2 separate regions of the Sus scrofa genome follow, and region 1 is linked to region 2. A link is a contact called in public HiChIP or PLAC-seq data. All regions are on one chromosome and are shown on one strand. Each heading gives the region's core, a stretch centred on a gene start, on an enhancer-like site or on the middle of the called end of the contact. The rest is flanking DNA. Distances are from core to core; before and after follow the strand shown.

What was found. HiChIP or PLAC-seq counts read pairs in DNA pulled down with a chosen protein or histone mark.
Region 1: an H3K27ac HiChIP or PLAC-seq map of alveolar macrophages shows a contact between it and region 2. The contact joins two enhancer-like sites. A contact is called at or near these places in 1 of 47 Hi-C or Micro-C datasets (embryonic fibroblasts) and 1 of 2 datasets of contacts at active chromatin or transcription factors (alveolar macrophages).

What each region holds. Positions count from the first base shown.
Region 1 is chr13:61,596,599-61,603,163 of Sscrofa11.1, forward strand. No RefSeq gene overlaps it. Among named protein-coding and RNA genes, the nearest start is that of ARL8B, 41 kb to the right of the region's middle. Within about 2 kb of position 1,728, at least 4 of the 83 cell types and tissues checked have an H3K27ac peak or open chromatin away from gene starts, as enhancers often do. A contact at or near this core is called in alveolar macrophages, where this site is marked.
Region 2 is chr13:61,300,792-61,307,174 of Sscrofa11.1, forward strand. All of the region lies in intron 41 of ITPR1 (inositol 1,4,5-trisphosphate receptor type 1), which reads left to right. Among named protein-coding and RNA genes, the nearest start is that of BHLHE40, 220 kb to the right of the region's middle. Within about 2 kb of position 2,645, at least 44 of the 83 cell types and tissues checked have an H3K27ac peak or open chromatin away from gene starts, as enhancers often do. A contact at or near this core is called in alveolar macrophages, where this site is marked.

The sequences.
Region 1 (6,565 bases), core at 478-2,977, 290 kb after region 2:
TTTGTGTCTAGCTAAGGCTTCCTCCCTGGGTTTCACTCACCTGCAGCTCTCTGGTCCCACAGCTCTCCCTTCACGGATATGGGGGCTGTGAGGCTTTCTCCTGGGCATTCAGTGACCCCCAAGCACTGAGACCAGAGATTTGGGGAGCCCTGGTTCTGTTACTCAGGTGATGTGGTTTCCTCTTCTTGTTCTGCCTGTGATCTGGTGTCCCAGTAAAGAACTGAGCCCCGGAGTTCCCATTGTGATGCAGCGGAGACGAATCCGACTAGGAACCACGAGGTTGTGGTTTGATCCCTGGCCTCGCTCAGTGGGTTAAGGATCTGGTGTTGCTGTGAGCTGTGGTGCAGGTCACAGATGCGGCTCGGATCTGACATTGCTGTGGCTGTGGCTGTGGCTGGCAGCTATAGCTCCCATTAGACCCCCTAGCTGGGAACCTCCATATGCCATGGGTGTGGCCCTAAAAAAAGACAAAACACACACACACACATAAAAGAACCAAGCCCCCCTTCCTACCTCCACCCAGAAACTGGCTCCTTCATAACAGGGAGAATGGCTGCCTTCCACATGCACCCCTGGTTCCCTTGACTAAAACTGAACTGTGGCTCCTCCATGTGAAGTTCTCCAGGTTCAAAGGGCAGCAGAGCTGGACAGAATCCTGCTCTTGAACAGCTTGCTGGCCACCAAGCAGCCTGCTAAGCATCTTCCCTATGATGTCATCACACCCCTAGAACAACCCTGCATGGTAGGGACTGCTGTTGGTGCCCATTTCACAGATGGCAAAGAGAGGTCAAACCACTGGCCCAAAGTCACACTTCTCAGCAGTGGCAAGGCTGAGATTTGAACCCATCTGTTCCCAGAGCCCAAGTTCTTAGCCAATGCCCTCTGTTCCCTCTATTCAGCTCTCTGTCAATTTCTGGAACTGTCCTTAGACTGTGATCCTCCTACTGGGGTCTTGTCTTGTGGGTGGCCTTGTGGGTGCTCCAGGGCCCATGCTTTCCTGTGGCTTCAGCTCACCTTCTTGTTCTTACATGCAAGGCCTCTCTCTGTTCTGTCATCTGCTGGCTGTGTGCCCTCCTGCCATCAGTAAGGTGTGCTCTCTGGAGCTGGAGTGTCGCCCACTGCCTGAGGTTCAGCCTGTCATTCACAGGGACATATCTCTTCTCTCCAGAGTCACCATCAATTCTTCTCAGGCCCCTCCACTTGCCTGACTGCTGCTTCTCTGACTCCTATTGACCCTCTGACTCCCATCTGGGTGATAGGGTTCAGAGTAGGCCCCTTGGTAACCCAAAGAGTGACCAAAAGACCTGAAATTCTCTTAAGGGTTGTGATGGCAAGGAAGTGTTTCTCAATGGGGATGGCACCATCCTTAGGCGAGGTTTCCTTGTGACATTGCTTTTGGTTTTTACAAGGATTGCAGGGCTGTGGGGGTAGAGATGGGGAAGTCTTGTGGCTTTCTGGCTTTGGGGAGCAGGGTGAGACAGGCCTGTGGGGCAAAGAGTTGTCTTGTGTCCTGTCAGGATTTAAAATGCCCCACAACTGACACAAGTGAGAACTTATTTTTCATTTTCTGAGCATAGATCCTAATTTTTTTTTCCACCAGCCACTGAGCTTCCCAGGAATGCCACTGTTATAAAAATGGAAGGAAGTCTCTAGCACTTTACCAAGAGTACTTTGCCATTTTGGAAAATTATGTCATTAATGGCAGCACCACTCTCAAGATCTGAGTCACCAGAGCCACATAATTGCATCAGTCTTCACTTTTAGCTATTTCATTCATGGAGAGTCTCTGTATGCCTGTCTAGCCCTTATTTGGAAATAGCAAGTATAAGGTAAAAGGGTCAACAATATTCAGTTAAATGTGGTCTAACTCCTCTGAAATCCAGGCATGAAAAGTAAAATTCATGAAAAGTAGGTACAAACATTTGACTACTCACTGATTCTTGAATCAGCTGAGCACTTTCATACTGAAATACATATTATACTTTTTTTTTTTTTTTTTTTGCATTTTTGGGCCACACCCTCAGCATATGGAAGTTCCCAGGCTAGGGGTTGAATGGGAGCTACAGCTGCCGGCCTATGCCACAGCCACAGCAACACCTGATCAGAGCCCTATCTGCAACCTATACCACAGCTCATTGCAACGCCAGATCCTTTAACTCACTGAGCGAGACCAGGGATGGAACCTGAGTACTCACAGATGCTAGTCAGATTTGTTACCACTGAGCCACAGGGGAACTCCCATGACATACATATTATACTGTTGACTGTGTCTTATTTTCCTTTATATGCCAGAACAATATGCTGATTTTTAGAAAAAATTTTTCGTAGGTATATTATACTAGCTGTGAATTTCAGTTCCGGATAGTAAGGGCAGTGTTACAAAAATACTTGTTTTAAGAAAAAGGGGTTGCAATGGAACTATGAACTACAGTTTTAAGAAAATAAGGTTGACTTCTATTTTGGTGCCAAAATTTACACAGCATATAAATGAGAGTCCTAGCCAAGCCTCCCCGGCAAGCAAGGACTTTATCGGCTATTTTTGCTCTAGACTTTCCTATTCCATTCCTCATGTTGAGAATTTTCTAGGGTTCTGTTCTTTGGGGAAGATTTTGATATTTGTAAAGAGTCAACAGTTTTTCAGACCAAATTGACATGACCAAGCTGGGTGATCCAACTAAATAATTTTACAAATATATTTTGGCCCTGCCTGGAGTATTTGGAAGTTCCCCAGCCAGGGAGCAAACCTGCTCCAGAGCAGCAACCCAAGCTGCCACAGTGAGAACTGCGGGATCCTTAACCCGCTGAGCCAAAAGAGAATTCCTGAAAAATGATACTCTTGGCCATGGGCTGTGATATTTGGGGGCAGGGATTTTTATCCATCTTTGCCTCTCTCTCCCAGCACTTAGTACGGGGCAATAGTAGATGCTCAGTATGGAGATGAACTAAATTTTGACAGATAGGTGATGTGCGCTTGGTGTGCATGGTGTCATACTGAATTTAAATAATACAGCAGTGTGTACTATAGCAGAAAATGAAACCTCCTCCTCTGGGTATCAGCGAAAACCTATCAACAAGGATTTGCCACTGCACAATTCAACAGAGTACAGGGGCTATGAACTGCAGGGGGGCGTGTGTTGATACATTCCAGGTGAAACTGAGCCTTGCTGCTTCCAAACTTATCCCCTTAGGAATCCCACTTTGAGAAGAGTTAAGATCGGGTTTTGAAACTTTTCCTCGCCTTACAGTAAACACTGTTAATTTAGTGAGTCTCCCTCTAGACTTAAAAACACAGTCAGGCACTGGCAACTCTATCTAGTCACTTATGATGGAGCATGATAATGTGAGAAAAAAAGAATATATACATGTATGTGTGACTGGGTCACTTTGCTGTACAGTAGAAAATTGACAGAACACTGTAAACCAGCTATAATGGGGAAAAAAATCATTATAAAATTAAAAAAAAAAACAAACCCACACAGGCAGCACTCGTATTGGGGGGTCCACATCTGCGCATTTGACCAGCAGCAGAGCAAATTGAAAGGCGCATGCGTACCCTGCAGACGCAGAGGCCAGACTATGGTGCGCCTGCACTGCGCAGTTTTAAAGGCGGGGATTGAGCATCTGCAGGCTTTGGTGTTCGCCTGGAGCCAGTTCCTCACGGATAGCGAGGCAAGGTGTGCGTGTGTGAGGGAGGTATGTTCAGGTAAGGTCAGAGAAATTTTCATGTACTTCTTCAATTTAAGAAATGAGATTATATCACAATACTGTTCTAAAACACGTGCTTTCCCACTTTCTATATCGCAGCCCGTTTAGAACCACGTTGTGATCAAGTGTTTTCAGTAGTTGTCTGGAGAAAATTCCAAAGCAGGAATGCCAACGGTGTTTTGAAGGAAAACAAGAGGATGATTTTAGTGGAAAATATAGTTTATGGGTTCTTATGAATTAATTTTCCCCTCCCCTTTGAAATCTCCTGTAACTTTGGGATTGGTAGATTTGAGGTAAAATAGTGGGAAACAAAAACTTATATTCTGGTGCAAACAAATGAGGAAATAGCAGTCAGCCTCATTTACAATTGGAGCCAGTGTTCTGAAGGATAAAGTAGTGTGATCGCCTACAGACTAGAAAAAGAGGCTACTTTACTTGTTATTTATTTTTTTGGTCACACCTGTGGTATGTGGAAGTTCTCAAGCCAGGGAACCAACCCATACCACAGCAGCGACTTGAGCCATTGATGTGACAACCCTGGATCCTTAACCCTCTGTGCCACAACTCCAACAAGGCCACTTTAGACAAAGTAATCAGGGAGGGCATCTCTGAGGAGGTGACCCCTCAGAGAGAAAGGAGACCAGAGATCATGCAAAGGACCTGAGGTAAGAGATTATTTGATGTGCTTGAGGAACCACAGGAAGCAGGAAAGATTAGTGACAGACCAGGAGATCCCTGGGAGGCAGGAGCCTGATTTTGAAGGGTCTCATAGACCTACATGAACTTCCTGATAAGAACTTGGATATTATTCTAAAGGGAGTGACTTGCTCTGATTATATTTTGAACAATCTCCTTGGAGAAGGAGTTAGAGAAGGGCAAGGGTCAAAGCATGGGGACCAGTTAGGAGCAAGAGAGGATGACAGCTTGGATGGGGAAGGTGTCGTGGGCATGGAAAGAAGTAAACAGATTTACTATCTCTTGAGGTGGAACCGATAGGATTTACTGATGAAGTGATGTAATTTGTGTGTGTGTGTGTGTGTGTGTGTGTGTGTGTGTGTGTGTGTGTATGTATGTATTTAGACCTGAGTAACTTTGTGCATGGTGGTACTATTTATAGACATGGGGAAGATGGGAGAACAAGTTTGGGAGGCAGAGAGGTCAAGGAAGTGAGAGTTTATTTTTGGTCAAACTCATTGTGAAATGCCTTTTTAACACCCAAGTGAAACACCAAGTAAGCAGTTGGATACATTGAGTTTTAGGGATGGGTTTGTCTGGAGAAGTAAATTTCAGAGTAATCCACATTTAGATATGTTTAAAGCCAAGGGAGCTGGCATCAGAAGGTGGCTGTATTTGGCAGTTTTTTAAACGTCTTTATTGCAAAGTTTCTGAGTGATAAGAAAAACAGCTTAAAGAGAAGGAAGAAAGAGGGAAAGAAGCTAATTCCAATTTTATCTATAGCCTGTGTCTTGCACAGAACAAGTGTTTGGCTTTTGCAAGCATCTCTTTTAGCAGAGCCTGGGGATGGCACACTTTTATGAGACATGGGACACATACACCACCTGCTGGTCTTTTCTTGGCATTTTCCAACATGCCTTTCAGGGCAGAAAGAAATTTTCAGCTTAAGTATTAACAATATTTTGGTATTCCATTGTTTGGGAATACCCAAGAAATCAGAGTCGAGGTTGCTGCCCTCAGTAGCTAAAAGGCCAGGAAACCACCGAGGCCATAGGTGTGGTGGAGTAGTAGATTTGGAACAGAGAGGTCTGGGTTTGAATCTTGCCTTTGCTTATGCAGATGGCAAGACTTTTGCCTCTAGACTTTAGAGCAGCATGCCCAGCAGAACTTTCTATGATGTTGGAAATGTTCTCTTTTTTTGCCTTTTTTTTTTTTTTTTGTTTTTTTTTTTTTTTTTTAGGGCCACAGGGCTACCTACACCTGCAGCATATGGAAGTTCCTAAGCTAGGGGGTGAGTCAGAGCTTCAGCTGTCAGCCTACACCACAGTCACAACAATGCCAGATCTGAGCCATGTTTATGACCTACACCACAGCTCACAGCAATGCTGTATCCTGAACCCACTGAGTGGGGCCATGGATCGAACCTGAATACCCATGGGTACTAGTCAGATTCGTTGCTTCTGAGCTACAACAGGAACTCCCTAGAAATGTTCTTTATCTCTGCTGTTCAGTGTGGTGGCCTCTAGCCACCCTGGGCTGTTGAGCCCGTGAAGGGTGATGGCATAACTGAGGAACTGACTTTTAAATTTCAATTACTTTAAGTTTAAATAGCCACCTGTGGCTAGTGACTACCATGTTGAAAAAAACAGTTTTAAAGACAATTTCTGGTGTTCCCATCGAGGCTCAGTGGGTTAAGAACCCAACCTTGTCTCTGTGAGGACATGGATACAATCCATGGCCTTGCTCAGTGGGTTAAGGATCCAGTGTTGCCACAGCTGCAGCATAGGCTGCAGATGTGGCTCGGATCCGGTGTTACTGTGGCTGTGGTGTAGACTGCAGCTGCAGATCCAATTCAATTCTTACCCAGAACTTCTATATGCTGCAGGTGTGGCAGTTTAAAAAAAAATACTCAGTCTCCTCACCTCTACAATGGGCATGGCATTGCCTATGAGGTCTTATGCAAGCTAAATGAGACAATTTAGGAGACCATTACACATGATGTGTGGCTTATTACAGGCAGTTACCACATGTCTTTTGATACACACTCAATGGAATCAGTAGAACAGTCTACCTGCACACCTGTCACTAAATTTTTCATTAATCTCCTGCTGAGATTCCCAAAGGAAAAATGGAATATTCATGAGGACCATAGGTCTGTCTCTCTTTAAAAAATATTCTGTTTGGA
Region 2 (6,383 bases), core at 1,395-3,894:
GTTTGAACCAAGGCAGCTTGGCTCCCCAAACCCCTCCTTGCCTGTAACAGCTTCCTTCCTCAGGAGGATGATAAAGATTCCAAGAAGAAGGCAGGTGCTTTATAAAGGAAGATGATTTTCTTGGTTTCAGAAGGCAACACCTTGTCATCTCCAAAGCCAGAGATGTATGTGGGCCAGGGGTGGGCTTATGGCTGCAGAGCTCAGCAGAGAAGACAAATGGGAACAGCATCCAGTTGCTTTTTGGCTTTTTTTTATGAAGTACTTTTCCTCTGGCTGTCTTGTCTGAGTCTCCTGGTTGGTCTGTGAGGGGTGCTGAGTGTGTGTCACCCCATTATGGAGATGAGGGAAATGGGGGGTCAAGGAGGGTTGTGACTTCCTCAGAGATACAGAACCAGACAGAGCCTGAGCTAAGTGTCACGTGCTTCCTGTCCCCTCCTCCCCCACCACCTGTTTTAGTTGTCTTACTGTTGATTAACTAAATGTCACAAAACATAGGGGCTTAAAGCAATGGCTGTTCTGACACTTGTTGTGTTTCTGTGGGTGTGGGCTCAGCTGGGTGGGTCTCCTTCCTCTGGGTGGTCCTGGCTGGGGCTGTGGTCACCAGGGACTTGACTGGGCAGAAATGGCCAAGATGGCCCCTTGTATGACTGTGGCACAGGTGCTGGCTCTCAGCTGGTTGCTGAGCGGGGGCTGTCACCTTGGTTCTCCTCCATGTGGCCTCTCTGTGTGGTTTAGGCTTCTTAGAGTATGACGGCTGGCTTCTAAGAAATTGTGTTTGGGGAAGTGAGATGTAGGAGCTACCAGTCATTTTAACGCCTGGGCTTGGACTCCTTGTATAACGCGTCCGCCATATTGTACCAGTCAAAGTGCCAGAGAGACGATGAGCCCAGCCTCAGAGGGAGGGGAGAAGACTTGCACCTCTTGGTGTGAACTGGATGTGTTCACCAAGGGGAGAGGGAGTTGTGGGGGTCCCCTGCAGAGAACATCCCCCCCCCACATATCCCAGTTATAATTGATGAACACCTACCATAGGTCAGTCAAGCCCCTGAGTTGGGTGCTATAGCTGCAAAAAAGGAAGACACCATCGTCCCTGCTGTTGGGGAGCTCTGTTCCCCCTGAAAGTTCAGTCCCATCTTTGCAGAAGTGTCAACTCATGTCCTTCCCCTTTTGAGGATATGTGAAAATTCACCCTTATACTGAGGATAAGTTCACTGGGGACCATAGCTCTTCGGAAGTTCTAAGAGAATTCAGCTGATGGGAATCCAAAACTAAGGGCCTACCGTGCTTACTAGGAACTCTCACAGGGAGAATTACTTCCTTCTCCTGAAGCCTTGCAATCTGTCACATCATCACTTCAGCCCTGAAATGCCTGGCAGCCAAACTGAGGATATTTCCTGGCCTGACACAGTGGACTCCAAGTCTTCCAGTCTCTTCTGTCCCTGCCCTGGCTTCTGTGATGGTGATAACATCTGAGGATGGATATCACCTCCCAAACTTCTCCTCCCTGGGTGCCGTCAGAGTGGCTCAGACTTCATGGTGTTATCCCCTGCTTACAGGAACAAGGAGGTGGGACTGCCCCCCGGGGGGTCCCCTGGAACAGGTGACATCGTGGAGCCATGGGATCAAGCTTCCCTTTAAGAGTAACTCCTGCTTTCTTTCTGCCCTCTCCAGTGCCACCCACTTCCTACCAGCCCCCAGAAGAAATCTTTCCTTTCTGCTTGATGTTTTGTAGCAAAGTGGGAAACTATAAAATAAGCATTTGCTTGTGAATTAATTTTTGGCACATGCAGGGGCTCAGCAAGTCTCATGGCACTTGCATATCCGTCCTCCGAGTCCTTGCCAATTTTTGTGTGTTTCCTTCCTCCTGAGATGTTCCCACCAGCACCCGGGGGAATGTTCCCCCACTTCCTCTTTCCTACAGGAACACAGAGGCTGGTCTCACCTGGGGCAGAGAAGGAGTAGAATGGATCTTTCAACACACCTAGTGTTTGGGGTGTTTTAAGCACATACAGATGGTTGAGGATATATGTGCTGATCTGACCACAGAGAACCGTTCAGCAAATAAAGGGGACAGATCCAAAAAGATTTGGTGGTGGGGGGGATTAATTGTTTCCGGTTGCAGAAGCACAGCAAATTGCATGTATCAAATGGCTGCCCAAGGCTCTTCCTATGCCAAGTCTAGCCTCCAGACACACCCAAAAAGGATTTTCTTCTCTGCACGTACACAGTATGAGTTGGAAACTGTGAGAAGTGCTCTGTCAGGAAGCTGGCTGCGGATTCAGCTGAGAGATGAGATGAGAGAGAAATCCCTCGTCCAAGGGCCTTTCCCTCACCACATTTTTTTTTTTTTTTTTTTTTTTTTTTTTGAGGTTGGCTTGAGACAGCAGGCCAGGAGCCAGTGTTAGATAGGAAATCTCCCACCCCTTCCAGAAGAAGTCACCACAGAAGGCACTGAGGAGAGAGCACGCTGGAGACCCCCCTCTGACCCCGGGGAGCGGGGGTGGGAGGGTGAGAAGCAGTTTGCTTTGCCTTTGCTGGAAATGGGGGGCCAGCTGGTGAGGAAGATCAGCCTTGGTTTGACAGGGCAGCCACCCCAGGAGGAGGAGAGTGGTGTGCAAGCGAGTTACGTAAAAGGGTGTTGTGTTTGGCAGAGAAGTCAGAAATGAGTCACTTCTGAGCGGTGTTTTCTGACCTCGGGTTTTATCCATGTGGGAGAAGAGTGTGGCCAGCATCAGAGTCAGGAGCCTGCTTTCTCCCTGGCGTGGGGGGTGTTACCATGACAGTAAGAGGGAGGCAGGTGGTGGGGCCCCAGCAGGCTCCCCCAGGCACTCTGCCCTTCAGCGGAAACCACAAGGGTCTGGACAGCAAAGCACCCTGGCCTGGTTCAGGGAGGGCTTGTAGGTGCTGCCAGTGGGCCCTCCATGGTGAGTGGGTGGCATGGGGTCAGGGACTTGGGGGGACACTACCCAGTAGGGCAGGCGTGCAGGAGAAGGAACTTGGCTTCCAAAGCGGAAACACCTGGGCTGGAGTTCCAACCGGCAGGGTGACCTTGGACTTTCTCAGGACACGCTGAAACTCAGTTTTCTCACTTGTGAAAAGAGAATTGGAAAAACTGAGTCCCTCCCTTTTGCTCATGTTGAGAGGATTAAAGAGAGTAATGTCAGGTAGAGCTGCAGGAAGGAGCTGCTGCCCTGGGGCTGGTGTGGTGGAGCAGGAAGGCCTGTTCCACTCCTGTCTCCTCAGTCCCTCAGGGCTCGGGGCAGTGCCCTTGACCGCTCAGCCCAGCTCCTGCCCAGAAGAAGGTGATTCACAGAAAGTGCCTCACTCAAAGCCAGGGTCCTAGAAGGCTCTCAAAATGAGGCAGTGATTATTTGTATTAATGCTGCCTTGATTATTTTAAAATGAGGTTCATTTTATTAAATTTTTCTGTCAAAAATCCAACTTCTTAAATTTTGCTTCTGTGTCATGGTTGATGATCCAGTGAGCCTGGGGGCTGTGCTATTTATGTTGTTTTCACACACAATTCACCTCCATCTCTCTGACTGTTTCTATGTTTGAAGTGATTTTAGAGGCCCAGGAGGCAGGGAAGTCTTCATCGCCTCAGTTATCAGGTATTTACACTAACAGATGTTACAGGTGAAGCCGAAAGCAACGGGCAATGCAGTTAACTGCTCCCTGACCCAGGACCTTTCCTTTCCTTCTCTGTGTTATTATTATCATTATTATGTCACTTTTTGGTCCCAGTCATCTGCGGACATACATCTTTCTTCTCCATTCCCAGGAAACTGGCATGTCATTGAACAGGAGTCTTTGATCTAGATCCAGGTTTGGAAGTGAAAACCCAAAATCCCAAAGAAGCTCCCATGGTTGGGAGTGTAAGACTTGCATGATTGCCCACAACTCTCCAAGTAACAAGAGAAGATGCCTGGACCCACTGGCACCAGGTTCTGAAGTTCAGGGCAAGACATTCTTGCAAAGATAGTCAGCATGTTCCTTGTCACTTGGGTTCGAGAAGCTCAGTCCTTTTGAGGTAGTCTGAGGGGAAGGTTAGTTATCCTGGCTTGTGCCTGTAGAGGAACTGGAAACCCAGGCTACGTTTTCTCCTTTCCCGAGTAGCTGAACCACCAGTGTAGGCAGAAATGAATGATTGCATATATCCCTGCTTCTGGCCTTCTCTCAGAGGATGGCAGTTGTTGAGGAGCTGGGGGGAATCTTTGGAAACAAAGTGTTTCTCCTTCCTTTCTATAAGACCCATAAGCAAGAATTAAGGTTTTTTTTGTTTGTTTGTTTGTTTGTTTTTTTCTGACCATACCCACAGCCTGTGGAAGTTCCCAGTCCAGGGATTGAATCTCAGCTGCACTTATGACCAACACTGGATTCTTTAACTCACTCTGCTGGGCTGGGGATTGAACCCACACCTCTGCAGCAACCTAAGCAACCTAATCCATTGCGCTGCAGTGGGAATTGTAGGAATTAGTTTCTAAGAGAAACTATCCTCAGAGGAAACCTCAAGTTTTCCACAATCTCCAAAATTTGACAAAGGACCACCAAAAATATGTCAGAGAAGACTTGAAAATAGTTGTCAGTTGAGCCATCACTTCATTGTATCCTATCCAATCCACAGCACATCTGAATTGTCCTTTCTTCCTCTTCCTAACTTTCTCTAGTCCTTCTGAGGATAGAGTGCTCTTCCAAACTTGCATGCTGACACCAGATTCTCCTCTCCTATGACAGGTTAGTCCAGGGTTGGCAAACCTTGGCTGGAAGGTCGAATCCAGCTGCCGCCTGCTTTTGTAAATAAAGTTTTATTAGAACAGCTATCCTTACTCCTTTAGTCTGTCTCCAGCTGCTCTCATGCTGCAAGGGCAGAGTTGAGGGGTTGTACCAGAGATGGAATGGCCAGCAAATCCTTAGAATATTTACCTTGGGGCCATTTACAGAAAACTTCTGCCAGCCCCCGTGGGCGTGGAATCTTTGCTGTTTAGATAGAAAGTTGTTTAAGGAAGAGAACCATGTCTTAACCCCTTTGTTCGGTGTTCTTCACCCCCTGTTAGAGCAATGCTAGGCTTGAGGCAACTACCCAGCAGATGACTAATATCCTAAGTCTCCAGAGAGGGTGGTCACTTACTCAGCTAGTAAATGGGAATTCAGGGAAAGAGGCTTCTAGTTTTTATTTCCTTTTTTGGTCAAGGGTTGGGGTGGTGGTGATCTCCCTTTTTCCTTCACTGCCTCTACCACAGTACATTCTGTCAGCTTGTTTACCACCTTTCTGCACAGGCTCAGGTGGCCCCTTCCTCCAGGGATCTGTGTATGTGGCTCAGGAGTCCGGCGCTTCTATCTGAAAGCCCTCTCTGACCGTCTGACCCCAGAGTGCCACGTTCTGTGTCAGTCCCTTCCCAATGGCCTCGTGCTGTGCTATTTCCTTGCCTCCTGTAGAGGCTTTCCTAGTAGTGAACACCAAGACTTAGCAGAATCTAGACAGCTAACCTTACAATATGTGAAATGCTGCCACCCGGTCTCCAGCCTGTGTGTCACTTTTTTCTCCAAGCTCCCTGGGTGACCTTGTCCATTCCCATGGCTTTCGGCTCCCATTTATGCCAACTTCTCCCTGAGGTACAGCTCCTGGTCCCACCTCTCCACCAGTCTCCGGATTTCTGTGCAAATCCCCATTAGGCATTTCTAGCTGTGTGGGCTTTAAGTCCACGTGACCCCAAGCACGCGTGTCAGCTCCTGTCCTCCACCCACTGGAGGGTGCATTCTGCATCTAGGTCAGTGGACTCCCCACCACCACCCTTCCAGTCACCCTAGCTGGAAACCTTGATGTCATCCGTCTCCTCCCTCTTGATTGTCATCAGGAACTCATTCTGTGCCCACTCTTCCTCCCAGTATGCTAATAGTCACCACTGAATTGGGACACCTGGAGGCTATGTGGCATGCCCAGAGTGCCCCAGCTGGGGCTGGGGGAGCAGGGGTTGGAAGGGAGGCACCCTGGCTCCTGACCAGCATCCTACACCACTTGCTTATATAGGACTGTCTAAGTTCTGAGCCTGGTTGCCTTTCACCTGTGATAGCCTCTGGATACTGCTGTCACTAATGCCCCTCAGAAGCCCAGACCACCTCCTTCCCTGTCCTGACAGCCTTCTGCATAAGAAGGAATCCACCGCCATACCCTGCATGCTTGGCCTGCCTAGGTCTCCCAGCTCCCTGTCCTGCGCTGCTGGTATGCCCTGCCCTGGCGCTGTATTCAGAGGCCCCTGCTCCATGTGGGACGTGCCTACTTTGCCTTGGCCTGGCACGCTCCCCGAGTCCTGTTTGAAATGCCTCCTACTCTGGAAACTTCCTCTTGATCCCCTGAGGCAGACGTAATGGTATCTCTGTGTGGT